4 separate regions of the Sus scrofa genome follow, and all the other regions are linked to region 1. The links are chromatin contacts, called in public Hi-C and promoter capture Hi-C maps. All regions are on one chromosome and are shown on one strand. The core of a region is the stretch at or near the end of the contact, and the rest is flanking DNA. Distances in the headings are between cores, read along the strand shown. Region 1 overlaps FN1 (fibronectin). Region 2 has its middle 130 kb from the start of MREG. Region 3 has its middle 170 kb from the start of MREG. Region 4 has its middle 260 kb from the start of MREG.

What was found. Promoter capture Hi-C pulls out the DNA fragments that hold promoters and counts their contacts. A called contact is a pair of places that touch in the nucleus more often than the background predicts.
Region 2: a contact with region 1 is called in a Hi-C map of embryonic fibroblasts, with 1.6 times the contacts expected there. The contact joins two enhancer-like sites. A contact is called at or near these places in 1 of 5 promoter capture datasets (liver) and 1 of 47 Hi-C or Micro-C datasets (embryonic fibroblasts).
Region 3: a contact with region 1 is called in a Hi-C map of liver, with 9 times the contacts expected there. The contact joins two enhancer-like sites. A contact is called at or near these places in 2 of 5 promoter capture datasets (fetal liver and liver) and 3 of 47 Hi-C or Micro-C datasets (embryonic fibroblasts and liver).
Region 4: a promoter capture Hi-C map of liver shows a contact between it and region 1, with 6 times the contacts expected there. The contact joins two enhancer-like sites. A contact is called at or near these places in 1 of 5 promoter capture datasets (liver) and 1 of 47 Hi-C or Micro-C datasets (embryonic fibroblasts).

The regions. Positions count from the first base shown.
Region 1 is chr15:117,727,849-117,734,754 of Sscrofa11.1, forward strand. FN1 (fibronectin) reads right to left here. Exons shown (of 50, transcript XM_003133642.5): 2 at 4,999-5,060; 3 at 3,266-3,421; 4 at 2,746-2,920; 5 at 1,714-1,842; 6 at 627-764. Among named protein-coding and RNA genes, the nearest start is that of FN1, 5.8 kb to the right of the region's middle. Within about 2 kb of position 3,648, at least 61 of the 83 cell types and tissues checked have an H3K27ac peak or open chromatin away from gene starts, as enhancers often do. A contact at or near this core is called in embryonic fibroblasts and liver, where this site is marked.
Region 2 is chr15:118,140,994-118,147,899 of Sscrofa11.1, forward strand. No RefSeq gene overlaps it. Among named protein-coding and RNA genes, the nearest start is that of MREG, 130 kb to the right of the region's middle. Within about 2 kb of position 3,483, at least 4 of the 83 cell types and tissues checked have an H3K27ac peak or open chromatin away from gene starts, as enhancers often do. A contact at or near this core is called in embryonic fibroblasts, where this site is marked.
Region 3 is chr15:118,099,137-118,106,042 of Sscrofa11.1, forward strand. No RefSeq gene overlaps it. Among named protein-coding and RNA genes, the nearest start is that of MREG, 170 kb to the right of the region's middle. Within about 2 kb of position 2,400, at least 1 of the 83 cell types and tissues checked has an H3K27ac peak or open chromatin away from gene starts, as enhancers often do. A contact at or near this core is called in liver, where this site is marked.
Region 4 is chr15:118,013,850-118,020,755 of Sscrofa11.1, forward strand. No RefSeq gene overlaps it. Among named protein-coding and RNA genes, the nearest start is that of MREG, 260 kb to the right of the region's middle. Within about 2 kb of position 4,187, at least 1 of the 83 cell types and tissues checked has an H3K27ac peak or open chromatin away from gene starts, as enhancers often do. A contact at or near this core is called in liver, where this site is marked.

The DNA of each region.
Region 1 (6,906 bases), core at 2,398-4,897:
GAGTCATACTGGAAAGATTGCCATAGCTAAACTAGAATTGCTGAGAGTGAATCCAGATCCCAAAGTCCCTTGGAAACACTTTTGGGCTAATCATTCCATATTATGCCTGGGAATAGAAAGACCTGCTTCCTGGGTATAAAATACTGGTCAGAAAGAAACCAGACTGTTTCCGTGAGATCCAAGAGGTCTCTGTGTTGCGATCAAGAAGAGCAGCCCACAGAGTGGCTCATGTCCTTAGTGACCATCTTCCTAATGCCTGCAGATCACCACGTAAACAGCCCGGCCTGAAGATGCCCAGATAACATAAAATGGGCAATTCCTCTAAGCATGTTGTACTGGAATAGAATCCAAGAGATCCACGTGGTTCCACTGTGTACACACACACACACACACACACACACACACTCATAAATCCACACAGACTAAACACTGACTCCACCTGCACTCAGAGCCATCTTCCAGAAGCACAGGAAGCGGCTGGGTGACCACCTAAGGGTGCCTGGTCACCTAGGGTAAATCCCCAAATGAGGATTATCCAGTCATGGATAACAGAAAGTGACAGTGATGGTGATGAGGAAATTCATATTATGATAATTTAGCAGCATGTGACAGAATGACATTCTTACTTGCAATGGTGCAACTTATTCTGCCTCGCCCAGCTCCAATGCAGGTACAGTCCCAGATCATGGAGTCTTTAGGGCGCTCATAAGTGTCGCCCACCCGGTAAGTGTTCCCAGTGTACTTGTCAAAGCAGGTCTCTTCAGCTGAAGGGAGAAGGAAAGTCCACGTGAGCCTCACATATGTAAAAGCTTTTCTATTCCACTACTCCGATCCAAAGGAAAACTCACTTTTCCATTCTATGAGTAGCAAGGAACAAACGGAAAGTTTTAAAAGATGGAGTGGGGGAGATCCTGGTTTTACCCTGGGCTCTAATAAAGCCTCAGTTTGACCTTTGACAAGTTCCCTAATTTTCTGGAAATGAATTTCAATTGGAAAGGATTCTCAGACCTTAGGAAAAAACTTTATAAAGTGCGACCTTAGGACTCAGATTGTGAAGGCAGGGCTTTAGAGTCCCCTTTCTGGCTCAGGAAGCCAAATCAAGGTCCACAGAAAAAGCAAACAATTTGAAGAGCCCTCCCCCACTTCCCCTCAGGCATTGTCACTTGTTAATCCTACTATTTCCGTTTTAGCCTCACCGGTGCTTCTCTGTATGAGTTGCCATGATTTACAAGAAACATATCACGGGTCACAGAGGAATGAGAACTTTGAAGCGTGAGTGGTTTAATGTTGCACTGCAGCCGACAAATCGCTCTACAGTATAATGCCCAAAGGTTGTGCTGCCTCATAACCTTACGGTTTAAGATTCGAAATTACTTTCTAATAAACCAAAATTTTATAAGCATTTTTTTTTTTTTGGAGGGAGAAAGAACACACAACGTCTTTCATTTTTTTTTTTTTTCATCAAAGGCTTTGGGAAAGTAAAACAAAAAGAAGGCTCTAGGGACTATTTTGGGATATATTTGTTCTTTTGTTTTAAAGGTAAAAGGAACATGTGAAAAGCAGTTATTAAACATTTTTAAAGAGGCAATGACAGACAAGTCTATTGGGAAAATGGTGTATGTAATTTTACTACTAACACTAAGTTTAAGGAACAGGCACCACTTCTCCATTAATAGAAGACACTAAGAACTGGGCAGGGTCCCCACCACTTACGCTCAGGCTTGCTCTCACAGTTGAAGCCCCGGCTCCCTCCATAACAGGTACAAACCAAGGCACTGCCCAGGTAAGTGCGCTCCCATTGTTGGTTTATCTGATAGTGTTTTCCATTGTCGTAACAACCAGCTGTAAAGAATCGAAGGAAAAAGTTATTACATTCTTCCTTTTTCCAAATTACGGAAATTTCTTGTACAACTAAATTGAGGAGCCTAAGCAACATATGAAAAAAAAGTTAATCATCAGCGCATGTGGAAAATTAAAAGGAGTTAGCTATCTAAAGAGTTAACTGCAATTTGTACACGTAGACATATAGGTATTCCTTTTTTTTTTTTTTTCTTTGACCGAGTTAAACATTATACAATGATGTCATTTCCATCTGGCCAGGGGTCTGCATCAAAGGAAACATTTTGAAAAGCAGATAACTGGGAATTACATTTTAAAAAGTGCAAGGAATTTCAGTGCTCTTTGGGAGTAATAAGTCAGGCAGTTTCCTTTAGCCAAGGAAAAGGGAGGGTGTGTCTTTGAAAAACTGGAAGAGGAATTCCCATCTCTCTTTTTGGAGAAGCATCCTGAGGGCCCCCAAAGCAATCTGAACCAATTACATCTCATTCAAAGTAGGAACAACAGTTTTTTAGCTACCCTCTCCTCACCCCCATTTTGAAAATATTCCATCAATTGTTTTAGTAACAAAGAAAATAAGCCTAAAGACCACGCTAATCCCAAATGGAAAATTTAAAGGCACACATCATTTTCCTTTTTAAAGGCAAGTTTCGACGAATTCATAGGAGGACGCCCGGGACGTGCAGAGCTGATAAGAGCCCTGCCGGACACCACAGAGCCCCTGTCCTCCAAGGCAGTAGCTATCTTAGGCCCCCAGAACCAGCCTGCTCAAACCCAGAGTCTTTTGTGTCCACAGGCAGCGTGAACTCACTCCACACTCGCGCGCGCACAAAACTTTAGCCACAACTTTGGTTGGCTTTACGGTCCCACCCCTGCGACAGCCTGTCTCAGTTCGCGGTCAGTACTCACGCTTGCGTTGGCTGTCAACCAACGGGGATTGGGGCTGAACGATCTGCTGAGCCTGCCTCTTGCTCTTCGACGCTCCAGTGGAGGGCACCGTTGTCCCCAGGGACAGGACGGCCAGCAGCAGAAGCCCGGGTCCTGGACCCCGAGCATCTTGAGAAGGTGCGGGGATATAGACGCTCTAACCAGGAGACAACTTTCCACCAAGTTTGACTTCTTTTTCGCAACCTGCCAGAGGAGTCCCTTCCAGTGCCCGCTACGGGCCGACGCCGCCAAGAAGGTAAGGGCTGGATGATGGGGAAGGGGAAGGGTAGAGGGACAGAGGGGAAGGAGAGGAAGAAAGAAGTTGTGGCTGCAGGTCCCCTCTCTCCCGCTCGCGCCTAGGGCTCCCTCTCCTCCCCCCCTGCAAAGCGCAGCCGGCGCGGGCAGCGGAGACCCGAGAGCTGGGGTTTATATGGGACGGTCCCCTCCCGCCCCCGCGAGGCCTCGGGCGCCTGGGAGGAGGGACCGGTCAGACTCCCCCCACCCTCCTCTTGCCGCCGCCGCCGACCGCTCGCCGATTGGCCTGGGCTCCGGGTGACGTCAGGAGGACTGTGGGTTCGCAGCGAACAAAAGAGATGCTGATCGCCCGCCAGGACTGGGGCAAGAGAACTTTTTTTTGGTTTCCTTTGCGGTCGTCAAACTTTTAGGGGGCAGAAGGGGAAGGATAGGAAGCGGCTGCGAAGGGGTAGACAGGCAGGAAAGGGAGGGCTGGAGTCGTGTGTAGCGAAGGGGTCGCGAGTCCCCCCGCCACCCCCGCTTCCCCCCCCCCCTTTTTTTTATGGGGATGCAGAGAGAGGTTGAGGACATTGCGTCACCTCTGGAAAATATCTCTGCTTAGTGGAGTGTATTTCGGGGGGAGGAAAAACCATAAAGTAGCCACCACCTTGCAGATGTAGGAATGTAGCCTCTGCCGTCCCAGGGCGGGGCTGGCTTTCCTCCGGTTCCCTTTCTTTGGTCTACTGTGCACTGAGAACTTAACTTTCTTTGCCTTCGTAGCTTCTTCTTAGGACTTTTCCCCTTCCAAACGCGGTATCTGCGGGGTCTGAGGACGTGCTAGCCAGGGTCGCGGGTCGAGGCGGGGAGAGGGGCTAGAAGGGAAAAGAGAGCCTTCAATGAGCCTCTACTAAGTGCCAAGAGTTCTGCGGGGCGCTTGACGGATCAGGGAGAAATTTAGAGAATGAGGTTGCTTTTGAAAGGACAGAGCAGCAGTTTGCTTTTTTTCCCCTCAAATATGCAAGAAAGTCTTTTCCCTGGAGTTTCGATACCTGTTACCGCTAAAACCTGGAAAACTTGGTCGACCCTGTAGAGAGAAATATCGCGGTGTCCTTCCCCATGTTCACCGCGCCCCTTACGCAAAGTAGAGATCTTTGAGTCACTAAAAGTTGAGAAAAGACCATTTCCAGACTTGCCTTCCTACAGTTCTTTCTTGCTTTTATTTGGCATTTTCATTTGGTGGACATCGATTTCATCACAGAATTCCCCTCCCCCAGCCTCGCTGCCAGATTTTTCACATTTCAAGTGTTACTTACTCCAAGAATGTGGAAAGTTCCTATTTAAGATGTGTCTGTCTTTCCCTCTAAAGGCACAATCTGAGAAGTCTCTAGCATTTAGCAACTCATCACATCAGTCCTTTTTACAGACAAACACAAACCACACTTGCTTTTTAAGGAAGGATCTTTGAAAGGAGTCCTCGACTTTCTTCAGTAACTTCTGAGGGACCAAAACTCAAAAGCTTTGCCTCCTAGTTAGGTTAGTAGTGTGGACCTCCTATTTGCTTTGGGAATCTAGAAAATCTGTTAGCTAAATATGTTTATTTCTGCAAGCACTTGTTTTCTCCAAATGTTCCACCTTTAGCAACTGCCATGGGGTTATTCGAACTCTGGTCTATAAAATGCCCAACACATCAAAGACACAAAACTAACATTTGCTTTTATTAACACAGGGAATTAAAGGGAAACACACTCACACACACAGCAAATATCAGTTTCCTATAAGCAGTGTAAAATAACTTCTTGAGGCATCTTTGTGACCAACTTTGCCAGTTGAAAGAGTGCCTCGGATTTCCCCAAATTTAGAGTCCCGTCTGGGTTAGAGTTTTTTTGAATTTCTCATCATCACTTGACAAAGCAGTTTTCTCTTTCAAGTATAAAAGGGCCCCTTGTAAAATTCTCAGTAAATTTCTGGGAAGCTGGGTGTTCCTGCCAGAGGGAAGGGTACCTGGAAATCAGGATATAAGCAAGATAAACCTGAAGCCAATGCTTTCTTAAAATACATGGATTCTGGGGGAAGGAAATAAGTGGTTAGAAAAGTATTTCATCAACCAAAACCATGATAGTTTGATATATTTACTTACTCAAAATACACTAGAATAATATACACAGAGAGCTTGGAGGGAAAAAAAGCCCAAGTGACTTACATTTCAGAAGTAATTTGTATTTCAATCCATTGAGATATACTTTGCTTAAGGATATGATATATCTCAAATGTCTCATAAGCAAACATATATATAATATTCGGACTGAATTTTACAGAAATGCCTGAGAGTTTACCCTTTTACTTGAAAGCAGCTTTTATTTTTTGAACTTTGGAGATGGAAACATTTTTTTAGTTCAGATAACAAGACTTGCTACAGTATTCTTTTATTATCAATGTCCTTTGTAATTGTGTAAGTCAATTATCTCTAACTGGAGAGATAGTTAAATCTCTCCACTCTGACCCTGTTCAAACTAGCCATGCCTCAAGTCCACGATTCCCTTTCACTCCCTTAAGAATTCTAACTATTCTGACAGGATGGGTTCTTAAGCAAACAACATCCTTCTATTTGTAGGATATTTCTTTGGATTTATTTTTCTCATCTTTATTTGGAGAGGGAAACGTGACAAAAAAGACAGAAAGTAGATTCCTAGGTGCCTGGGGCTGGGGATGGGAATGGCAATAACTGTAAATGAACACAAGGAATCTTATTGGAGTGATGGAAATAAATGTTCTAAAACTAGACTGTGGTGGTGGCTACATAACTTGGTTAAGTTACTGAAAATCACTGAGTTGTACACTTAACATGGGTGAGTTTTATGGTATGTAAGTTACGCCACAATAAAGTTGTTCTTAAAAAATTAAGGTGTAGTAGTTTTTTATTCTTTTTTTTTACTCATACCATCTTCTATTTTGTTTCACAGACTTGCACTCAAGCGGCTGCAACATACACAGGGCGGCCTCACTTCTTCATTTTTCTAAGAGGAAGTTTTTCTTAAGGACAGTAGTGGATTCTTTCTTCTACACCAGTAACCTCTTAGGAAGCCTAGTATCTGTGTGATGGAATGTGTGTTGTAGAGGCGAAATAAATCTTGATTTAGGATTGTGCCTTGTTTCTTCTTGGACTTGCCATAGAGATAGGATTTTCTCAGAACTTAGGTCAGCTTAAATTTTCAGTAACAAAAAGGAGCACGTACATTTGTGTGTAGAGGGTGTATTTGGATGTTTCCTTGTTGGAGATGGTAAATGAGGAGCATGCGCAATTATGGAAATTGAAAGAGAATTGACTTTGAGTTGATGACTATGGTTAAGCACAAAATGAATTTTTCAGATCCAGTCATTTGGAAAGGATTGAAATTAATACAATTAAAGGGATACGTTTTAAAAGACAGTTTTTTTTTTTTTTTTTTCTAAGTGAAAAATGGCTTTTCTTTAAGAATAATGCACACATGAGGACAATACCCATCCCGGCCAAATCCCTTGCCTGCTGAAAAAAAATCTTATCCCTGATAAGAAATAACTTCTTGACCCTAGGGGTTACATTTAAACGAAGGTGAGCTGTTTTTCTTGAAAACCTTTGGCTTTTATCCTGTTCTTAATCTCTTTCAGTTCTGGTAGAGGGGAAGCCATTGATTAGGTGACCTTTGGAACTCTCTGCCTTAAAAGCCTATAGTGTCTTTTACTATTTCATGGTCTTCTAAGCCTAGGTTGAATGGAGATAAATTACAGTAGTTTTGTTTCTTAACTTGATTATATTTTTTTGGCATGAAATCCTTCCCATCTTTCCTTAAAAATGTTGAAGCTTGCAAAACTGCTACTCATTAAGCACAGGTGTGAGAAGGAAAAATAAACTGCCCCATGGGCAGCCCTCAT
Region 2 (6,906 bases), core at 2,233-4,732, 410 kb after region 1:
CCAAGAGAGTGATGGTGAAGATGGGAGTGGCTAAATGCCCTGAGCCTGCTTCGGTCCCCTGAGACAGGACAGGAGAATGGAAGGATGTAATCTAGTGATGTAACAAGACCAGCACTTGCTAGGGCATTTCACCTGGGCTGCTGGGCTGTTGGATGGGTACAGGTGTATCAGTGACTGAAGAAACAGCATCAGGTGCTCTCAGAAGCCTCAGGAATGGTTTCTGTGCCTGAGCCTGGCTTGGAAGGAATGGACCTCTGAAGAATGACCAAGCCCACCCCCCATTTTCCAGGACCGTATAATCCCCAAGTTCCTCACAGAATCTAAGAAGCAGAATCAGGAGTTCCTGTCATGGCTCAGCAGGTTAAGAACCCAACTAGCATCCATGAGGATATGGCCTCAATCCCTGGCCTCCCTCAGTGGGTTAAGGATCTGGTGTCGCTGTGAGCTATAGTGTTGGTTGCAGATACAGCTCCAATCTGGCGTGGCTGTGGCTGTGGTGTAGGCTGGCAGCTGCAGCTCCAATGCGATCCCTAGTCTAGGAAATTCCACATGCTGCCCTAAAATCCAGAAAGAAAGCAAGAAAGAAAGGTAGCAAGGAAGGAAGAAGGGGGAGGGAGGGAGGGAAGAAACCAACTTCTAAGAAGCAGAGGCAGTTCTCTTCACCTGCATCCACTGTCACCCAAAATAAAAACTGCTGACCACTCAGAAATCTCCCAGGAGTACAGAACCAAGCTGGATTAAATCAGATACAGAAAACTAAAGAAACTGGCCTCTCTTGTACACAAATTATCATTAAACAGTTCATATAACTATACATAAACACTTGGTTTAAATACAATGAATTATAGAAGTAGCTACTTTTGTCTGCATTGATCAAAGAAGGCTTCTCATTTCAACATGGATCCCAAATTCCTCTGGGGTGCTCCAAATAAGAGGAGACCCTCAGAGGGACAGAAAAGTGGGACAGAGCTGGGAAGCTTTACCTGAGGCATTTCACTCATCGGTTGTATGGGATGTTGTGTTGGTATTCTGTTGGTGCTGTAATACATTCTCGCAAATGTAGTGGTTTAAAACAACACAAATATTATATTTTCATTCTGAAGGATGAAGTCTGACATGGGTCTTATGGGCTAAAACCAAGGTATTGGCAAGGTTGAGGTTTTTGTCTGGAGGTTCTAGGAGAGAATCCATTCTCTAGCCTTTTCTAGAGGCTGCCTATATTCCTTGGGTCATAGCTCCTTCCATCTTCTAAACCATCTTATTCCAATAAAATCTCTTTTGTAAATGATAGCAATTAATTCAGACTTTAATCTCTATGAAGGATGCCACTGTGCACACCAGGGAAAGTCACTTAGTGACATTTAGTACCCAAAATAAAGCGAACAATAGCAGTAGATATTAGCATGAGATGCTTATTAGCATCTCAGCCATGGCTTTGATTATATGATTTCATAACATTTTTATACACCATTGTGTAAATACATTGTTGCTTAATATATGGATAACTTTGACCTCTTCTCTGACCTCTTCTTCCATTGTCATTTCTTCTCCTTCTCTAGCTCCTGTCTTCCACTTAGAACAACCCTTGGGATGACACTGAACCCACTCAGAAAATACACGATAATCTCCTTGTTTGGATGTCAGCTGCTTAGCAATCTTAATTCCATCTACAACCTTAATTTCCCCTGGCCATGTAAAAAAACATATTGACAGATTCAGGGAATTAGCACTCAGATGTCTTTGGAGAGGTCTCATTATTCTGCCTACCAAAGATTCCCTGTCTGCAAAGCTAATATTCCTCTTCTAACGCCTGCCTTGATTGAAAATCTAATCATTCTCTGATGCATACACTCAGCCTACTGAACTCCTAGCTGGTATACCCTATGATGACAGAGAAGAAACAAAGAGAAGGTGTTTCCTGAGTTCCTACAGTGGATCAGTAGGTTAAGGATCCAATGTTGCCTCTGTGAGGATGTGGGTTCGAGCCCTGATCTCACTCAGTGGGTTAAGGATTCAGTGTGGCTGCAAGCTGTGGCACAGGTTGAAGATGCAGCTCAGATCCTGAGTTGCCATGGCTGTGCAGTAGACTTCAACTGCAGCTCTGATTTGACTCCTGGCCCCGGGGGATTTCCACATGCCACAGAGGGGGCCACTAAAAAAAAGAGAAACAGGGAGAGAGAGATGTTTCCTTGAAGCAGTAGAGGTGCAGAGCTAATGCATTCCAAAATACTAATAGGAAATCCCTCTTTAAAATTCATGCCGGTGTTGGCACTCAAAGTAGAACAAGGGACTTTGAGTGACTCTCTTGTGACAAGTAGAAAGCATTGTTCAGAAGGATGGCAGAGATGAGCAGGGAAACCTATGGTTATAAACAGAATAAAACTTCTGATACAGTTAGCACTCTGCTCCAACCAACTGAGCCAATCAACCCCAAACTCCACCTAACCACCACACAACAGAGTAGATGAGAAGGCAGTACAACCACTGTTGCACAAGAATTCTAGAATTATGAAATTTTTCTATATACTTAGAGGTTTTGACAATATTTCCATCCAAGATTAATAGCCTAGGGAAGCATACAAATACTTCTGGTTAGGGCACACATGATTATGGTTTTGCTTCTGACTAGAAATAGGTCTGTGTAACATGTTAATACCAGCCATCTTCCACCTATCAGTTCTCATTGGCTTCTATGTCCTCAGAGGAATGATGAGTTTATGAGGGTTTGTTCCTAAACCCATATATGAAGTAATCACGGTAAAGAAGGAGCTCATAATCATGACCTTGGCCGTATAACCTCAGACCTTGAATTTGCCATCCCTCTTTTGGATCCTACTCACTCAGTGCCAGTCCCTCCTTATTTTTTAGTTATTTGTGTGCCAAGGGCTCTGTAAAGGAGGTAAAATTAACACTTAGCACACAAAATAAAGACACTTAGTGACATTTAGTACCCAAAATAAAGTGAACAATAGCAGTAGATATTAGCATGAGATGCTTATTAGCATCTCAGCCATGGCTTTGATTATATGATTTCATAACATTTTTATACACCATTGTGTAAATACATTGTTGCTTAATATATGGATAACTTTGAAATGGAAATACAATAAAAAGTAGAACAAATGAATTACTACAATATACATGTCATCGTCTAGATAAAATCTCTCAAAACAAAAGGTCTATAGAGGAAAAATAATAAAACGGGTTTGTGGTGATGGAAAAGCCAAAAACATTGTTCTAACTCAATTGCCTCATTTTATAGACACAGACTGTAAGGTTCCATGAGATAAAGTGCCAGTTAGTGGGTGGTGAAGCCAGGGGGTGAGTTCAAGTAATGACCCCAGCTCATGTCTTTACTTCCTGTAATCATTTTTGGTTTGTTTGTTTTTCATTTTTGCCTGAAAAGAATGTAAACATCCAAGTAGCTGCTTCCTTGTGCTCTGAGACATGCTAAGGTAACGAGTCATTAGAAATGTCCCAGAACTCAGCATGACTGGACTATAGCCCCTAAAGTGATGAACTGTAAGCAAGAGTGGTCAAGATTAATAGCCAATTCATACAAAAACTGGTCTTGCCAGATTTTCTGGGTCCAATACACCTAGCAGATGCATTTCCCAGCAGGAAAGATTAGTGCCTGGAACTAGCTGGCCTCGATTCCCTACAGTGTCTAGTGTCACTGGTGAGAGAAGAGTTATAGATTTATTGCTGGACTACAGTGAAATGAAATCATTGTTCGGTCATCATTTCAAACCAACATACAGGCTTACTTTTTTTTCTTCATCAAAGTCCCTTGACACATTTTCCTCCTTCTTCAAGCAACCATTATCTGCACTATAAAAAAATGAGATCAAGTAGTAAATTTTTATACCATCAAGGTAGTCTTCCTGACTCTTTGCCCTTTAATGGTATCATTTGCTTTTTAATTCTTTTCCGTTGGAAAAATGCCTTTGTTTGTAAATAGCTGCTAAGCAACTTTCTTTGTAAATGCTCATATCTCATTTGGAACACCTATCACTTGATTCTGGAAATCCTTAAATTCCTCCGGGCTTAGGCAGAATTCTCAAAACAAGGACAAAACAGGAGAAAACATGTGAGAAAGCTGAATCATTCCAATATTTTAACCAGAAGAGGAATTTAATAAATAGGAAAAGCTGTCTTCATTTTGGATGAAACTGATGTGATGCTGAGGGGGAAAAAAGATGAAATTAAGATCTAGGGAGATATAGACAAGTTTGTCCGTCTATGACAGAGCCCCTGTCTTAAAATAGATCCAGTCAGAAGTGGGAGGTTGGGAATATATAAGAATATCTCTAAGTGCAGCATTTTATCATCTGTTTATCACTGGGAATCCCTAGTGTCTTGGAGCCAAGTGCAGCCCTAACTTTTTACAGATGGTAGGAGAGAATTCCAATTCATAGGAGCCCCATCTCCTTACTCACATCCTCAGAGTAGGTGTGTGCATGCATGGAAAAGGAGATACAGAACCCCAGAGGGTTTGTGGTCATCTAGACCTGTCCACACCATAGAGTAGGAGAAGGGTAAGTAAAGGGATTTCTCTTAGAGCTGGCAGACTCAGACCAACAATGGAAAGATCAGAGTTCCCTCTTTTGGATCCTTCCCACCCAGTACCATTTCCTCTCTTTTCTTAGTTATTTATACGCCATACTCTGCAGAGAAGGTGTAGCTGGCACTTTAGATGTAAGAGTCACTGTATGGTAGAGGACAAGCACTCCTTTGTTGAAACTCATTGACATTGCTGGTGAACATTAGTTATCTGGCAGCTCTCCCTCTGCTGCACCCACTCTTGGGTGTTGGGAAAGAAAAAGATACTCAGGAACAAAATAACATGTGAAAATAGGACATTCTGTGAAAGTGAGGCAGAATAAGTGGTAGCCATCCTCCAAGATGGCCTCCTGTGATTCCTATCTCCTGATATTTGCATCCTTGTGTGACTCTCTTCTTCCCCATTGTATAGAGCTGATCTGTGTGACCAGGGCAATCAGGAAGCACAGCATATGCAGCTGCCAAAAGTGATGTGCAAAAGGAGATGAGCATATTAGCCTGGGAAGAGTACTACCTCTGCCTAGTTACCACCTCCATGGGTTCACAATCAAATGTCCATTCGTGGGACTGGTTTGCTTTGGGTCGGTAGGGTCAGAGTCAGGAAGAAGAGCAGGACGTGGAATAGGAAAGAGCAAGAATCCACTGAAACCCACTTGCCCTCATGTACCTGCCTCTCATCACCTCTGTCCACAATGACCTTTAAAGAAAATGGCTGCTGCTTCACATCTGCCTTGCAAACGTCACACAAATTTCTCTTTTGGTAAAATCCAACCTGGAACTACACAGAGAAGAAGATTCTGGAAAACAAAGCTAAATTTGATGTGTAAAACTCCTACAGAAAGACACATTGTTTCCTTGAATTCAAAGACTCCTTTACCCGACCTCCACATAACAAAACCATCAGATTAACCAATACCTTCTCCTTCTGCTAAAAGGCATGTAAAGCAGAGCATTCTAGTAGATTGCTCTGTTTCTTCAGTTCCTAACAATTGTGGTGCATGTTTACCATAGGCTCTTAGTTTTGTTTCCAAACCTCCTTATGCCAGTTGCACTTGCTATAACCATGCAATAAAAATGAAACAGTAAGACAAAAATAAAAACAGAAAGATTCCCCACTGTCAAAGATGTCAATTTCACCTAAACTAACTTATAAATTCAATACCAACAAGATTTTGTTGTTGGTATTGAACTTATAAGTTTAACATAAGTTTTGTTGTTGGTATTGAACTTTGTTGTTGGTATATACTGTCAAATATGTTAACAAAACTGTGATAATAGCCAGGAAAATTACCAAGAGGGTATCTGCCTCAGAAGATATTAAAGCACATAATAAAGCTACAGCAAGGAAAATTTGGGGGAGTTCCTGTCGTGGCTCAGTGGTTAACAAATCAGACCAGAAACCATGAGGTTGCGGGTTCGATCCCTGGCCTTGTTCAGTGGGTTAAGGATTCGGTGTTGCCATGAGCTGTGGTGTAGGTCACAGACGCGGCTCAGATCCTGTATTGCTGTGGCTCTGGTATAGGCCAGTGGCCACAGCTCCGATTAGACGCCTAGCCTGGGAACTTCCATATGCTACAGGAGCAGCCCTAGCAAAGGCGAAAAGACAAAAAAAGGAAAAAAAAAAAGGGTACTGGAGAAATACTGTAACAATGAAAGAAAAGAGTTGATAAACAGACCTGAATATATATGGGAATTTTTAATAAAAGTGGCATTTTGATTAAGGAAAATAGGGATTATTATTATTTTTTTTAATGGCGTTGAAACATGTTTAAGGAAGGCCTCAAACATGGGACAGAAGAACCAAAAATAAGAGTGACAAAAATGACTACATTAAAATTTAAAGCTTTTTAATAGAAAAAAATAGATAATAAAGTTGAAAAACCAAGAATATTGAAAAACATATGTACACCACATTTGAGTGGACTAATTTCTTTCATTTAAAAAGAGCTCATACTGGAGTTCCTGTTGCAGTTCAGCAGTAACAAACCCAACTAGTATCCATGAGGATATGGGTTCAATTCCTGGCCTTGCTCAGTAAGCTAAGGATCTGGTGTTGCTCCAAGCTGTGGTATAGACTGCAGACATAGGTCAGATCCTGAGTTGCTGTGGCTGTGGTGTAGGCAGCAGCTGCAGCTCTGATTCAACCCCTAGCCTGGGAACTTCCATATGCCACAGGTACAGCCCTAAAAAAAAGCAAAAAAAGCAAAATAAAAACTAAAATAATAAAAATAAATTTCAAAGATCTCATACCAAAAAAAATCATACAAATTTTAAAAATGGAAAGCCCAGCAATTGCAACAGAAAAATGGAGACAGATATAAAAAGTTTACCAAAATCATAAGT
Region 3 (6,906 bases), core at 1,150-3,649, 370 kb after region 1:
TAAATATCCACCAGTGTAGCATTTGGGAGGCTGTATGTGTGTGCGTGGAGTTTGCTTTGTGTTTTTGCTTTTGCTCTTATGTATATTTTGAGCAAGTGAGAAGTAATGATCTTCCATAATAAAACAGGTTTGTGGTTTGCACAAGTTTTTTTAAAAACTGAGAGCAAAAGTTATCAAGTGAATGACTGCAAATCAAGTAGGGGGCAAAGCTACACAGAGAAGGTATTTGAAGCTCTGTAAACTGACTATCCTTTTTAGGATTGACCTCAAAGAACTGCAAACAAATCATAAACTATTTTCAATTATTAAATCCTTGATGCCAGTAGTTGGTATTGTTATTCAGAGTCTGTTATATGTGTACTGTGATATTAAACAAATGAGTAATTGTGCTGGTGTAATTAATCCAAAACCAGGATTCTTGACAGGAGGGAAAGATATACAAATGTAAGATCTGTGAATTAACACCCTGTTGTCCTTAATTTGAACCAGCACTATCAGCATGAACTTAAGCATTAAATTTTTAAAAAAATACACATTTCTTCACTCTGTCCTCTGAAAAGCTCTGGAAAAAAATGACCAATCCAAGAACAATGAGCAGCCCTAGGTCCCATACTGCTGTGTCTAGAAATCATTTCCAAGTCAAAGGAATCATGTTTCCCTGGGAAAATGATTGATTCTAAGCCTGAGAAAGGAAATGGACCATCTTGTCAGACCATAACGCAAGGTCTCAAGGTAATTGAAAACAACTTGACGACATCCTCACCATTCAAAGAGGAACACATTTGAGCATCAATACGGATAATCACTTCAGTGACTACAAACACATCAAATACGCTTATTTCATGACAGTCCTATTTGAAATTAATGAGTCAGTTTTGAAGGATGCTAACCAACGAACTAATGTTTTGGAAACCTATTAAAGGGAAGAATTAAGCTTATATCTTGCCTTGGCTACTCAACTATACTAGTGCAAACAAAGAGCTGATAAGCTATTATTAAGTAATAGTGGGATGATAGAGTTTAGATGTCATCATTTTGCAATCCTTATTAAATTAATAGAGCCTGGCTGTGATTAGCAGTGGCCGCCCGCTTACAAAAAGACTGGTAGAAGTACTCAACACCACTTAAACTGTCAGAAATAAAGAAGGAAACCTGGATCTGATTAAGCCTCAACATCTAACCACTAATTTACAAGACATACAGGAATACAGGAACACATTCAACAGGCCTTAAATGATACAATTAGCAAAATCCAGACTGGAGAATGCTATGGGATGAATTACCCAGGTTCTTCAACAAATACCTTAACAAAAATAATAATAATAATAATAATAAAATAGGAGGAAGAATTTGTAGCTCAAAAGAGATTAGAGATCTATCAATCAAGTGCAAAGTACGGCCTTATTTAAATCCCAATTTGAAAAAATTGTATTTAAAAAAAACTAAGACAATTGGTTAAGTTTGAAAATAGTCAAGTTACCCGATAATACAGGAAGTTAGTGATATTTTGGTGTGATATTGAAGCTGCGGTTAGGATTGTGAAAGGAATTCTTCACTTGAGATATTTACATATAAAATCATAGGAGATCTAGAATTTCATCGAAAACATTGGGGACTAAGGGAATAGTGGTTGGGGGTACAGCTGAAACAAATGGGACCATTTGTTGGTAACTGTCAAAGCTGGATGATGAGCACAGAGTTTATCTAATTTGCATATATTTGAAATTTTCCATTAAAAAGCATTTTTACAAAGAATATTCAGAGGTTGGAGTTTCCATTGTGGTTCAGCGGTAACAAACCCAACTAGCATCCATGAGAACACAGGTTTGACCCCTGGCCCCATTTAGTGAGTTAAGGATCTGGCATTGCCATGAGCTGTGGTGTAGCTCGCAGACACGGCTCCGATCTGGCATTGTTGTGGCTGTGGCATAGGCCAGCAGCCACAGCTCTGATTCGACCCCTAGCCTGGGAATTACATATGCCTCGGTATGGCCCTAAAAAGACCAAAAAAAAAGAATATTCAGAGGTTTAGAGTGCCCAAAACAGGAGTATGGAGTGCAATACCCCAGTTAATAGACAAACTTCTTTTTCCTCTCAGTGGTTTAGAATTATCACAAATGTTTTAAGTATGCAATTTTCCAAAAGAAAATTTGGTTCATAGAGGCTGGCCTAGGTTGATAATTAAAGGAGAAAATGGATTAATGAGAGGGTAACTCAGGGAAGTATGTTGAAAGAAAGGAATTGCTTGAAAGGGAGATTTAGGATAGTATTTGATTTTAAACAATGTGAAATAAATCTTCACTAGGAGAAATGAACCCAGATCAGGCATGATCTGCATGTTCCCTGGTGAGGAGGTTCAGGCAGGTCTGACCTTTGCACTCTTCAGTGCCTAGAGCCTGGATTTGGGCCCAAAGGTTAGATTAAGAGTGAGACAGCATCTGAGTCATAAAAGAGTAAAGTCAGGCCAGGAAGGCCAACCTCAGTCTCTTGATCTGTAGGACAGAGTCAGGACTCAAAACGGAAGCTGAAGCCAAAAGGATTTAGCCTTGAATTGAAGACATCCCTGGTGATTCCCATAAGTGGATTTTAAGTGTCCCCCTTTGCTTTTCCTGGACATCCATCCCACGATCCAGGAAAGAGAGGTGGACTGAGTGGATTGATGTGGTGCCATGTATCAGTGATGTCTTGCCCTAAGTCATGTGGCTGATGGGATACAAAGGGTAAAATTCAAGATGAGAGTCTTCCTCAAACTCAGATGCAATGCAAAGCCATTCATTTTTCAACAAAGACCACATAGCATGGTAAGTGGTGAGAAATTTACTACAGAGGAAAGAGCCCTAGTACCACTGGGCCCCCATGCCACCCTCACTCTGCCAATCCCTTATCCACCAGAACTACTTCCCCTTAAAATGAAACAAGCAAAAAACTGACCATGTCATTTCTGTGCCCACAGATCTCCATTTGATACCCTGTTGCCCAAAAACAACATCTCAACTACTTAACATAGAACACCAGGCCTCTGATAACATGCAATTCAGTACCCTAACTCAGTGATCTCCTCTAGCCCTGGAGCCTGAACTAAAGCCAACCATCACTATTCCACACCTCAGGGTTATTGTGTGTGCCTAAAATGCTCTCCCCCACTTCTCCACCCAGCCTTCCCAAACTTTCAAAGCCAGTTTAATTGTTACCTTCTCTGCACCTGTTCACAAAGTTAGGTTAAGGTTCCCACAGTGTGCATTCACAGCCTCCTATATTAAGCTTTATCCCAGTGTTTCTCATAATACTTACTGTTACTGTAAATGTAGCTCCTCTTTGGCTCTCCTAGAAGATAGCACTCCTTATCTACCGTTGTAATGATCTCTTTGCCAGTTACTCTGTGACTTGTAGGTAGAGACGTGAGGAAGAATTCGTCATCTCTGTATTCGCCAGTTGCAAGTTGCTTGGCAAGAGAAAGGTAATTCATACATGTGGGTTAGACTGAACATGGTGTTCAGGGGCAGAAGGGGAAAGAAAATAAATTAGATTGGGTGATTGATTTGCAATTTCAACTTGAAAACCCCAATGATTGTAAACATCCTAAAATACAAAAATAAGGTAACTTGAATTTACTTTCATGGACCAACAGAAGGCAGGTCAGGAGGAGGACAAAGCAAGAGATGTAGAGAGCAGAACAGGAGGGAGGGTGGAGAAAGTAGAAGTGGTAGGAAATTGTGGCCATCCCCTCTGTTGCTTGGTCTTCCCCTATGATCCACAGGCCCCACCAAACAGGCACTGCCCCCAACCCGCTCCCCAGCTAGGTGCACAGTGTCTAGAATATGATTACATCACTATTAGAAACATGTTTGAAAATGGACAAAGCCAGGAAGGAAAGCACAAAGGTGAACTTATTCTGTTAGAACAGTACAATTATAGTTATTCACTATGTTTTTTTGGTTTCCTTTGATGTTGTGATTAAAATAGTGGGCTTTTTTTTTTTTTTTGACTTGACAATAGATGTTCTTAACAATAGCTTTTAACTGAAAATGGCAAAGCTGCTGATACACAAATTAGCACTAGGGTTTAAGTGATGGATAAATGCTTTTAGGGGTTGTTCCTCCCAGAATGTTGCTTAAATTTGAATAATGAGTCTCTCCTAGTAGATCTCATGAAGAAGCATGAGAATACGAAAACCACTTTGGTTAAGACTCTTTCCAAAAACCCCTTGTAATCTCTAGGGAAATGCTTGCCCTCCAGTTTTGCTGGAAGATAAAATAAAATTTCCCTCCAGTACTTCTGGCAAAGGATGGGAAGCATATTTCAATCAATAGTTACAGTGAATTATTTGTTGAAAACAATATAAAAAGGGACATTTTTTTCTTCAAAGGAAATGACTGTAATGTTTTGACTTTACTATTAAGTTTATCCCTTTTGTAAAGAAAGCACATGAGCTATGAAGTCATAGAAGGATACAGCAGACATTAAAGCAACAAAGTGTGAATAATTTGAACTATTGCCGAAATCTATAATTCATTTCTAGAAAATTCTCTCAATAAAAATAACTAGAGAATCCCATTAATTCTGTAGTTTCTCATTGCAGTTTTTCATTCTCTAAAGAATGTAATTTATTATGCAACAAAACAAACTGCATATTTAAACGTTTAAATCTCTCTTCAAAGTTCACTGAAGATTTATTCTCATCTGACATTCACTTCTCTACTGTAAGTAAATAATTCAACAATTTTAAGATATCCTTTATGAAGAAGTACCTAAAGGATCTTATCTCACCCAAAAATGCAAAGTTAAAAGCAAATCTCTGCCATCTTTTTGCTAAATGTCATCACTCAGATCTCCAACTTACCCACTAAAGACACTTGTGCAAAAGCGCAGACAGAATTGAACACAACTTTGTAGAGAGACTCAAAAAGTGTTCAGCCCCAGAAAATGTACTCCTACCCACAGGACTGGCTCACCAACTACATTCCACATCTAGACAAGTGATCAGAGAAATTTTCAAAAAAGAAAAAAAATATTTCCCACCAACCTAAAATGCTTAGAATTCTGACCATGGAAAACTGTTTTGGCTTAAGCTACCACTTCTCAGTATTTCATCCAAGAATCTTTGATGGGAGAAGAAGTGAAAACAAATCCCAGAGGATCTAGAGACCAACTCAAGAGTAGTTTACCAGAACTGGAAATGTCTTATTTTCTCATACTTTATTTTTAAGACAGGGGAATTTTTATTTCTACTGTATCTCTTTATGTGCTCTGACAGATAATGTGGGCTTTGCCCCCACCAAAAGAAAAAATCTCCAAGTAAATTTGAAGCTTCAAGTAAATTTGAAAATGTATAATATGTGTTCTGTGAATTTTTCCCTAAACACAGATCTTACTGGGTTACCTGGACAGAGCTAAGGCATTAAAGATCTCAGCTGGATAAAATGGAAATGGGTTCTTTGCAAGCGGATGCGTATTTGGGGTTGATTTTTATCAATTTTGCTTGTTTGTTTGTTTTAGGGCTGCAACTTGGGCATGTGGAAATTCCCAGGATAGGGGTCGAATTGGAGCTGTAGCTGCTGACCACAGCCACAGCCACAGTAACGCCAGATCTGAGCTTTGTCTGCGACCTACACTGCAGCTTGTGGCAATGCTGGATCCTTAACCCACTGAATGAGGCCAGAGATCGAACCCACATCCTCATGGGTACTAGTCAGATTCTTAACCCACTGAGCCACAACAGGAACTCTTGATTTTTATCAGCTATTATCAACATGGCATGAACTGATTTATGAGAAGAACTAGCCAGTCTTCCAACAAATCCCTGAGGTAAGGAAACCCCAACAGAGCAAGTTTAAACAGCAGAGGTATAGACTGGAAAGCCAGGTAAGAAGGTTGGACCACTACTTATGGGGCGGTCTAGATGGGAGGGCGGAGGAGAAATTGTGGTGGTAAGAGAGAGCAAGACTGGAGTTTGAAGGGACAGACAAGAAGAGGAGAAAGTTTTCTGCAAAAGGGAAAGAGGACTCGGAGATAAATTTTTCCCACATCTTATGTTTATCTAGAGCGCCCCCGACCATATCAGCAGGAGTAAAAACATAAACATGGGCTTAATCATAATCAGGGCACAGAAATGGAGAGTGGCTGGTGTAGGTTCCTTGCAACGGTTCTCTGGAGCCCACGAAGAATGAACAAGAGATAAAGAGAAACAGACTCCTTCTGGGCCCTAGTCATGTTTTCTCTGCATGGTTCCCACCAAACACTGACTGATTTGTAGAGGAAGTCATTTCCTAGGCAAAAAAATAGATCCTTTGTCAGGTAATAGGAGCTCAGTTAAAAAAAAAAAAAAAAAAAAAAAAAAGCAAACGGTGCAAGTGATTTCTTTTACAAAGTAGAGCAAAGAAACACAAAATAGGGTCATGCACATCAAGCAATTATTTCCTGAACAAACATAAACCTAGATTCCAGAAAAGTACGACAGTCAATGACAGATGGACTAGCCCAAAAGATGAGTAAGAGGCAGTGCCTGGAATATACGTTACAGAATGTCTCTCAGATATCTGAGAAATGCACATTCCAAAGTAATGCAAGGACTGAACAAACAAGAAGGTAGTACTTAAAAACCTGAGCTTTCTCGGGCTTTGTATAAAATAGTATGCTAACTCACTCCAGAAGGCTCAGGCTGTTTATCCTCCTAGATACAGAAGGAAAGATATTTCTATTGCCTGCTCTCTGTCTTCTGGTGCCCCCTAAGTGTTCTCCATATCTAAGAGAAGGTTTTTCTAGAAGAGCATGGTACTCCCTGACATTAGAAATAGAAGTTTACTTTGCATTCTCTCTTCTCAAAATTGAATCATCACCTCCTCGAAAGCAAGGGCCACTCTTTGTTTCTCTGGTCACCTCCAGTCAAGGCTCTGTACAAGAGAACCA
Region 4 (6,906 bases), core at 2,937-5,436, 290 kb after region 1:
CAATGTGGTAGATAAGTGCTAAAGATATCATAACACTAAGAATGGGAGTTGAACCTCATTAGGAGGGGCTCACTGAAGGCTTCCCTTTGGGGGCTAAACTCCAACATCACTTCCCCTGAACAGCCTCTCTGTGCAGTGACATAAAATGTCCCTCCAAGACACTGTCTTTCTATTCATTTCTTTCAAACAAAGTGTCAACACTGATGATTATTTTACTTATTTCTACCTGTTTGTAGGAGTCACTTACTAGAATTTTCCATTCTTTTTTTCTTGTATCACTGACAAATGAAAAATACTTTTTGAAAATCAGTAATAGAATTATTGTGGACTCTTAGAAGATGAGTAGGATTTGGCCAAGCAAAGAAGTAGTGGTAAAAGATTTTGAGCACAGGAAGCAGGAATAGAAAGATTGCTGTGGCCATGGAAAGAGCACGTGCATGAAACAAGAGATCCAGATCAGGGGGTGAGCCGTGTGGTGCTGAAAGATATTCCGGCCACGTGGAGCCCATAGACTACACCATGTGAACCATAGGGGCCTATGAAGGCCACTCCTCAAACTTCCATCACCAAAAGATGAGCATGGCCATGACTAATTTCAAATAAGGACAGATGTGTCTTTAAACAGAAAAAAAAAAAAAAACTAACTAAAACACAACTCTCCTCAAGCCCCCCATATGACTGATAAATTGAAACACTTTTATCCAAAAAAATGACCCATCCCTGAAAAGGATTGTTACATCTCCCTCAAATTAGAGTGTTCAAACGGTGAAGTGTTCGGGTAACATTTAAATGGAAATAAATATAGAACGAGGTGGAAGGTTTATGTTAGTTTCCACAGTGTGCATTATTCAAATTCTTCTGCATGTGATGGTAGCCCCTTGGCAATACCACATATATTAGGTAGTCTGAGAAACACACCAAAAGGATTCCCTGAATACACGAGGAAGCAGAGGATTCAGTTCCTAAGGAGATAAACTAATTTGATTACAGACATTGAACAGTTACAGTGCAGAGAGCTCTGGACCAGTGCTTCCTCCCTTTTCCATGTTGCCCAGAGTCTATTAGTTGAAGAGATAAACCTTCCAAAGGAATGAGAAAGGATTAGGAAGTCCAAAAGACAGAGTGACTAATTCCACTGGGCAGAACTAAGGTTCCAGGGGAAGGTAATGTTTGGGTTGGCTTGGGAGATGCGTAGGACTTCAATAGGCAAAGAGACAGTGAAAGGGGCACTGCAGACAGGAAGATCACTCTGATCCAAGCCACAGAAGCCTGAAACCTGGGTGTATGTATATTTAAAGGCTCATGGAACAGCCACACATAGAACAACTTACACAACTCTGGACAGAGCAACTGCCAATGTGCTTTTGCAAAACAACATTCTAATTTTACTTTGGTTTTCATAATGACAAACTGATTCATTAGTTCCTATTACACACAGCAGTTTCAAAATGATAAAACACTGAGAACACTTTCTCAAGTATAAAAGCTCCAAAAAGGGGAACTCGAACCAAATCCACTCTTTCTTTTCAGCAAATATGTGGCCACAAGAGGTTCTTAACCACCGTGCACGCAGCACCCACCCAATCTTGTTTGAACAAGCTTAATAGTAAGAGCATCTCTGCTTTATAAACACGGTGGAGCCTCATACGTACACCGTAACTTGCTTTGCAGACTTATATCCCCAAGTCAACTTATGCAGACTTATATCCCCAAGTCAACTTATGCCTGCCAAGGTACAATCAACTACATTTTTAAAAAGCATGATACAGGTGAAACTCACTTGAAGAAAACTCAAAACATAAAAATGACTGATGTCCAATATTGATAAAATTGAAGTAATTATTTTACATTAATTTCAAATTCTGAGTTTTAGAATGGCCTATAATTTACCAAAAGCTATTTTCATACTGAAATATATTCCAGGTATAAAGCAAAGCAACCCAGGGATTCTTTGGTAGCCAGCAGCAGAGAGTAATTCTTGTTTGCCTAAGATGAAAAGGAAATTCTTGTAAGAATGTTGTGCAAGTCACCAGATAAAAGAGAAAACTGGAAATGGAGCTCCAAGAAGTTCCCCTTCAAAAAAAAAAAAAAAAAAGACGTGTCTTAGAATCCAGATAGCAGGCACTAATGAAAAATGTCACTGCTGATCATTCTTCTGATCTAGTAGACTCACCTCAAGCTTCAAAGTCTCAGGTTAGAAAGTATGGTTGGACCAGTTTGGGAGAGCTGCCCAGAGGAAGCCAGGCACCTTAAATTACCATCCCAAGGAGGCTCACAGACTCATGGAGAAAGGTTTCCTCAAAGAAAATGAATGCTGTTATCAAAGGGGTTAGAAAAGATGCTAGTGGCAAGAAGACAATGACTATCCACTCCAAACCCTAAGGATACTCTGTAATTGGTCCTGACTCGCTGTACCAATTTCATACAGAGATTCCACTAAGGTTTGTCTTTGTCCTTCTTCACCCATTTTAGACCTTCTTTGCTGTGAAGACATCAGTTTCACATCTTTCAATGCAGAATCTGCTTTATTGGGAAATCTTCACACAGTTGTTGGTTAGCTGATATTTACATGCAGTGCATCTTACACACTAGGTAATTTACTTACCTCTCTGCTATAACTTGACTGGTATCTGGCCTCAAAACCTGAACAAATAAAACAGAAATTTATTTCAACAGTTTTTTTCCTTATTTTAAGGAAATAGCCCCACTGTACTAATCAGATAATTCAAATATGTTCACAGAATGCAGGATTTTTTTTTTTTTTTTGTCTTTTTAGAGCCAAACCTGTGGCATATGGAAGCTCCCAGGCTAGGGGTCAAATTGGAACTGTAGTTGCCGGCGTACACCACAGCCACAGCAACACCAGATCCAAGTGGCATCTTTGACCACACCACAGCTCACAGCAAAGCCAGATCCTTAACCCAGTGAGCAAGGCCAGAGATGGAATCTGTGTCTTCATAGATACTAGTCAGATTCATTTCTGCTAAGCCATTATGGGAACTCCCAGAATATTTTTAAAATAAGTTTTTAGAAGCCTAGAAAGGGAAAGGGTTAATTAAAAAGAGTTTTGGTATTTGGTGCCAAACATTCCACTGATATTTTTCATACAATTTACTAATAGTTTTAAGCACCATGTACACATAACTCAAGATTCTTTATGAATAAAGTTTTTCATTAGGAGCCTATGTTACAGTATGTTGTATTTTTCTGGAGAAAATAAACTAACTAGTCCTATCAATATGGGCAAGTGAGGTGAAGGAGTGACTTCAACAACAAATACCGAGAAATGCTGAATAAAAAGAGATTTAAAAGATGTCTTTTTTTTTTTTTTTTTTGCTTCCTAGGGTTGCACTCGAGGCATGTGGAGGTTCCCAGGCTAGGGGTAGAATCGGAGCTGTAGCCACCAGCCTACGTCAGAGTAACAGCAACGCCAGATCTGAGTCGTATCTGCAACCTATATCACAGCTCACAGCAACGCCAGCTCCTTAACCCACCGAGCGAGGCTAGGGATGGAACTTGCAACTTCATAGTTCCTTGTCGGATTTGTTTCCACTGGGTCATGATGGGAACTCGATATATGTATATATTTTTTTAATTCCCAGCTGAACTCATCAGAAATAAAGAGGAGGAGTTTCTGTCCTGGCGCAGTGGAATCAAATCTGACTAGGAACCCTGAGATTGAGGGTTCAATCCCTGGCCTTGCTCAATGGGTTAAAGATCCGGTGTTGCCTTGAGCTGTGGTATAGGTCGCAGACGTGGCTCAGATCTGGTGTTGCTGTGGCTCTGGCATAGGCTGGCAGCTATAGCTCCAATTAGACCCCTAGCCTGGGAACCTCCATATGCCATGGGTGGGGCCCTAAAAAAAGACAAAAGACAAAACAAAAAAAAGAAAGAAAAAGGAATTCCAAGAGCACAGAAATGCAGAGGGGTCAGAAAGGCTGAGAGTGCAAATGATGTTGCAGTGGCCCTGGAATCGGAGATGCAGAGGGACTAACATCAAATTGAGAAATAGGCCCTGATACCAGCACACAAAGGCTGGATATGAGGCATTGGGGCTGAGCAAGAAGGGCAGCTGCTGCTGAGACCTTTGCATGAAGCTGGAACGCTAATGTGCTACAACTTTAATGAGATGAAAAGAGACAAAGTCCATGTCGCAGCCAAGGGAAGCAGCAGACTAGGGCTGGACTCTGCCCTAGGATCTGGGGGTGAGAATCGGGGGCAGAGGGCAGTTTCCCACACTCCTGAAGCTGCAAGCCCATGCCACAACTGGATATGGAGTCTGACTTCACACTTTCTTGGGATATGGAATGTCCCAGTTTGAAGCTGATGTAGGCATTGTTCCTGGGCTGGTTGCAAAGAATTCCTTGAAAAAGCAAATGCAAAACTTCTCTAGGAGGAAACTCCATTGGGAATACTATAAGGAACTTCCACAGAGGGAAGATAAATCTGCTAAAGATAAGGTCGCAAAATTTTAAATTATGTAATATATGAAACAAAGATCTAACATCAGTGAGGGTCTCTTTGGACAAAGATCCCTCAGAAAAGTCCCACAGGAAAGCAAATATTACTTCCAAATAACTTTATACTATCTGTAGTTTTGAAATAGCTAAAACAAATAAAGAAGGAAGAAATTCCATGATGAAAGAATAAGACACTATGATAAAAGACTATGCACTATCTTAAAAAATCAAATAGAAATCTGGAAGTAAAAGATAAAAATCTAAAAATTCAATGGATTGGTTAAATAACAGAAGAGAAAATGAGCCAAATTGGAAGAAAAGTCTGAGGATACCTTACTTTGAATGTAGCATGGGAACACTTTTTTTAAGGTAAAAATAAAAAAAGACACAAAATAAGGTGGAAATTAGATTGAAAGATGCAGAATCTATTTAATAAGATTTTTAGAAAGGTTCATAGAGAAAGTAAAGGAGATTCAAAGAGGTAATGTCTGGAATTGAAAAATAATATAAATATTCATATAGAAGAAGATACACCAAAAGGCCAAAGGGGGACAAATAAAAGATATTCTACACTTAGATGCATTGGACCACAAAAAAAAAAAGAGAAAATTTTTAAATAATGAAAAAAATACGAATTTACTAAAAAGGGGACAGTTGGACTGACAGCAGACTTCTTACCAGCAACAAGAGAGGCCAGAAGAAAATGAGATATCTTCAAAGAACTAAGGGGAAATACCTTTCTTTTTTATTGATTTATTTTTATTAGAGTATAGTTGGTTTACAATGTTGGTGCCAATTTCTGCTGTACAGCAAAGTGACCCAGTCATGCATATATATACATTCTTTTTCTCATATTATCTTCCATCATGTTCTATCCCAAGAGATTGGATTGAGTTTCCTGTATTTCTATTTATTTATTTATTTTTATTAAAGGAAAATAACTTCCAACCCAGAATACTTTATCAAGCTAAACTCTCATTTCAGAATGAAGATAAACTAAAAACAAATGTTCAGACCAACAAAGAATGAGAGGTACCGCACACAGGGTCTCACAGAATAAGAGGAAATTAAATCAAGGAGTAAATGGAAACAAGAACTGTTAAGCAAAGTTGGTAAGTATGTGCATAAATCTAAATATTAAATATTAAATGTAAATACATTAATATTAAATGTAGAAAATTATAAAATATTAAATGCAAAAAAATTATAAAATTTCATTTGGACCGCATAATTTAAGGCATTAGACAGCAAAAAATAAGGCAGATCTAAAACACCAGATGTGAAAAATATGACTATGTACAGTCAAAATGTACTAGGATCTTTTTACTGGTCAGGAGGATTAACTTTAGCCTTGTAACTCGAGTATACGCTTCAAAAATGTACTGATAACCATTAAAACAGAAAAAAGAATAGAAGTAGAATGAAAAAGAATGTAAAACTTCTAAATTAGGATAAGAGATAAGTGGAAAGAGAAAATTCAATTAATCCAATCAACAGAAGGCAATAATAAAACACATAGAATAAAACACATAGAATCCATTTTCAAATCAAACGTGTAATATAGCCTAAGTGTTAGAGTCATATCTATATGTTAGAAATAACTTTGTTTTCAGAAATAAATGAAGAGGTCATGAAGTATATTAGGTAAGTAATCATAAAAGATATAATATGATTAACCATCTAGTAAGAGATAGAGCCTCTATGATTGGACTAAAATTGGGCAAAATAATAAACTAGATGAATGCTTCTTCCAGAAGACTCACTAGAACATACTAACACCAAAAGGCAGAAAATAAAGGGTTGGAATAACATATATCAGGAAAATTCTAAATGAGAGAAAGCTGATCTTATTGATACACATAGTAGACAAACAGAGTTTAAGTATTTTAAGGAATAAAGGAGGCATTATCTCATACTAAAAAAGATTAATTCCCCAAGAAAATAATATGATCCTGTGCATGTTTTGCCCAACATATTAGCTCCAAATCATATAAAACAAAAACTAAAATACAAAGAGAAGTTGATAAATATATGACCACAGTAGAATATTTTAATACCTCTCTCTCACAGAAATGGATTGATCAAAAGATTAAAAAAAATTAATGGGTGTAGAGAGAATTTGAACAAAACAATGAATATGATTGAGCTAAGGAAAATATATAGAGCCCTCCTCCAACAATTAGATTATAAACATTATTTTCAAGAGCAAATAAAACAAAAATTGAACTAGGCAACAAAGCAAATCTCAAGAAATATCAAAGAACTGATTCCACATGGACTACATTCTATGACCATAGTGCCACCAAAAGAGAGCTCAAAACATTGGAAGCATTTGGAAAACTTGAAATTTCCAAATTAATTTATAGGTCAGAGAAGAGCTCTGGTGGAAAATTAAAATTTAAAAAAAAAAAGGTTAATGATGAACATTGGAGCTTTAGTTGTACCT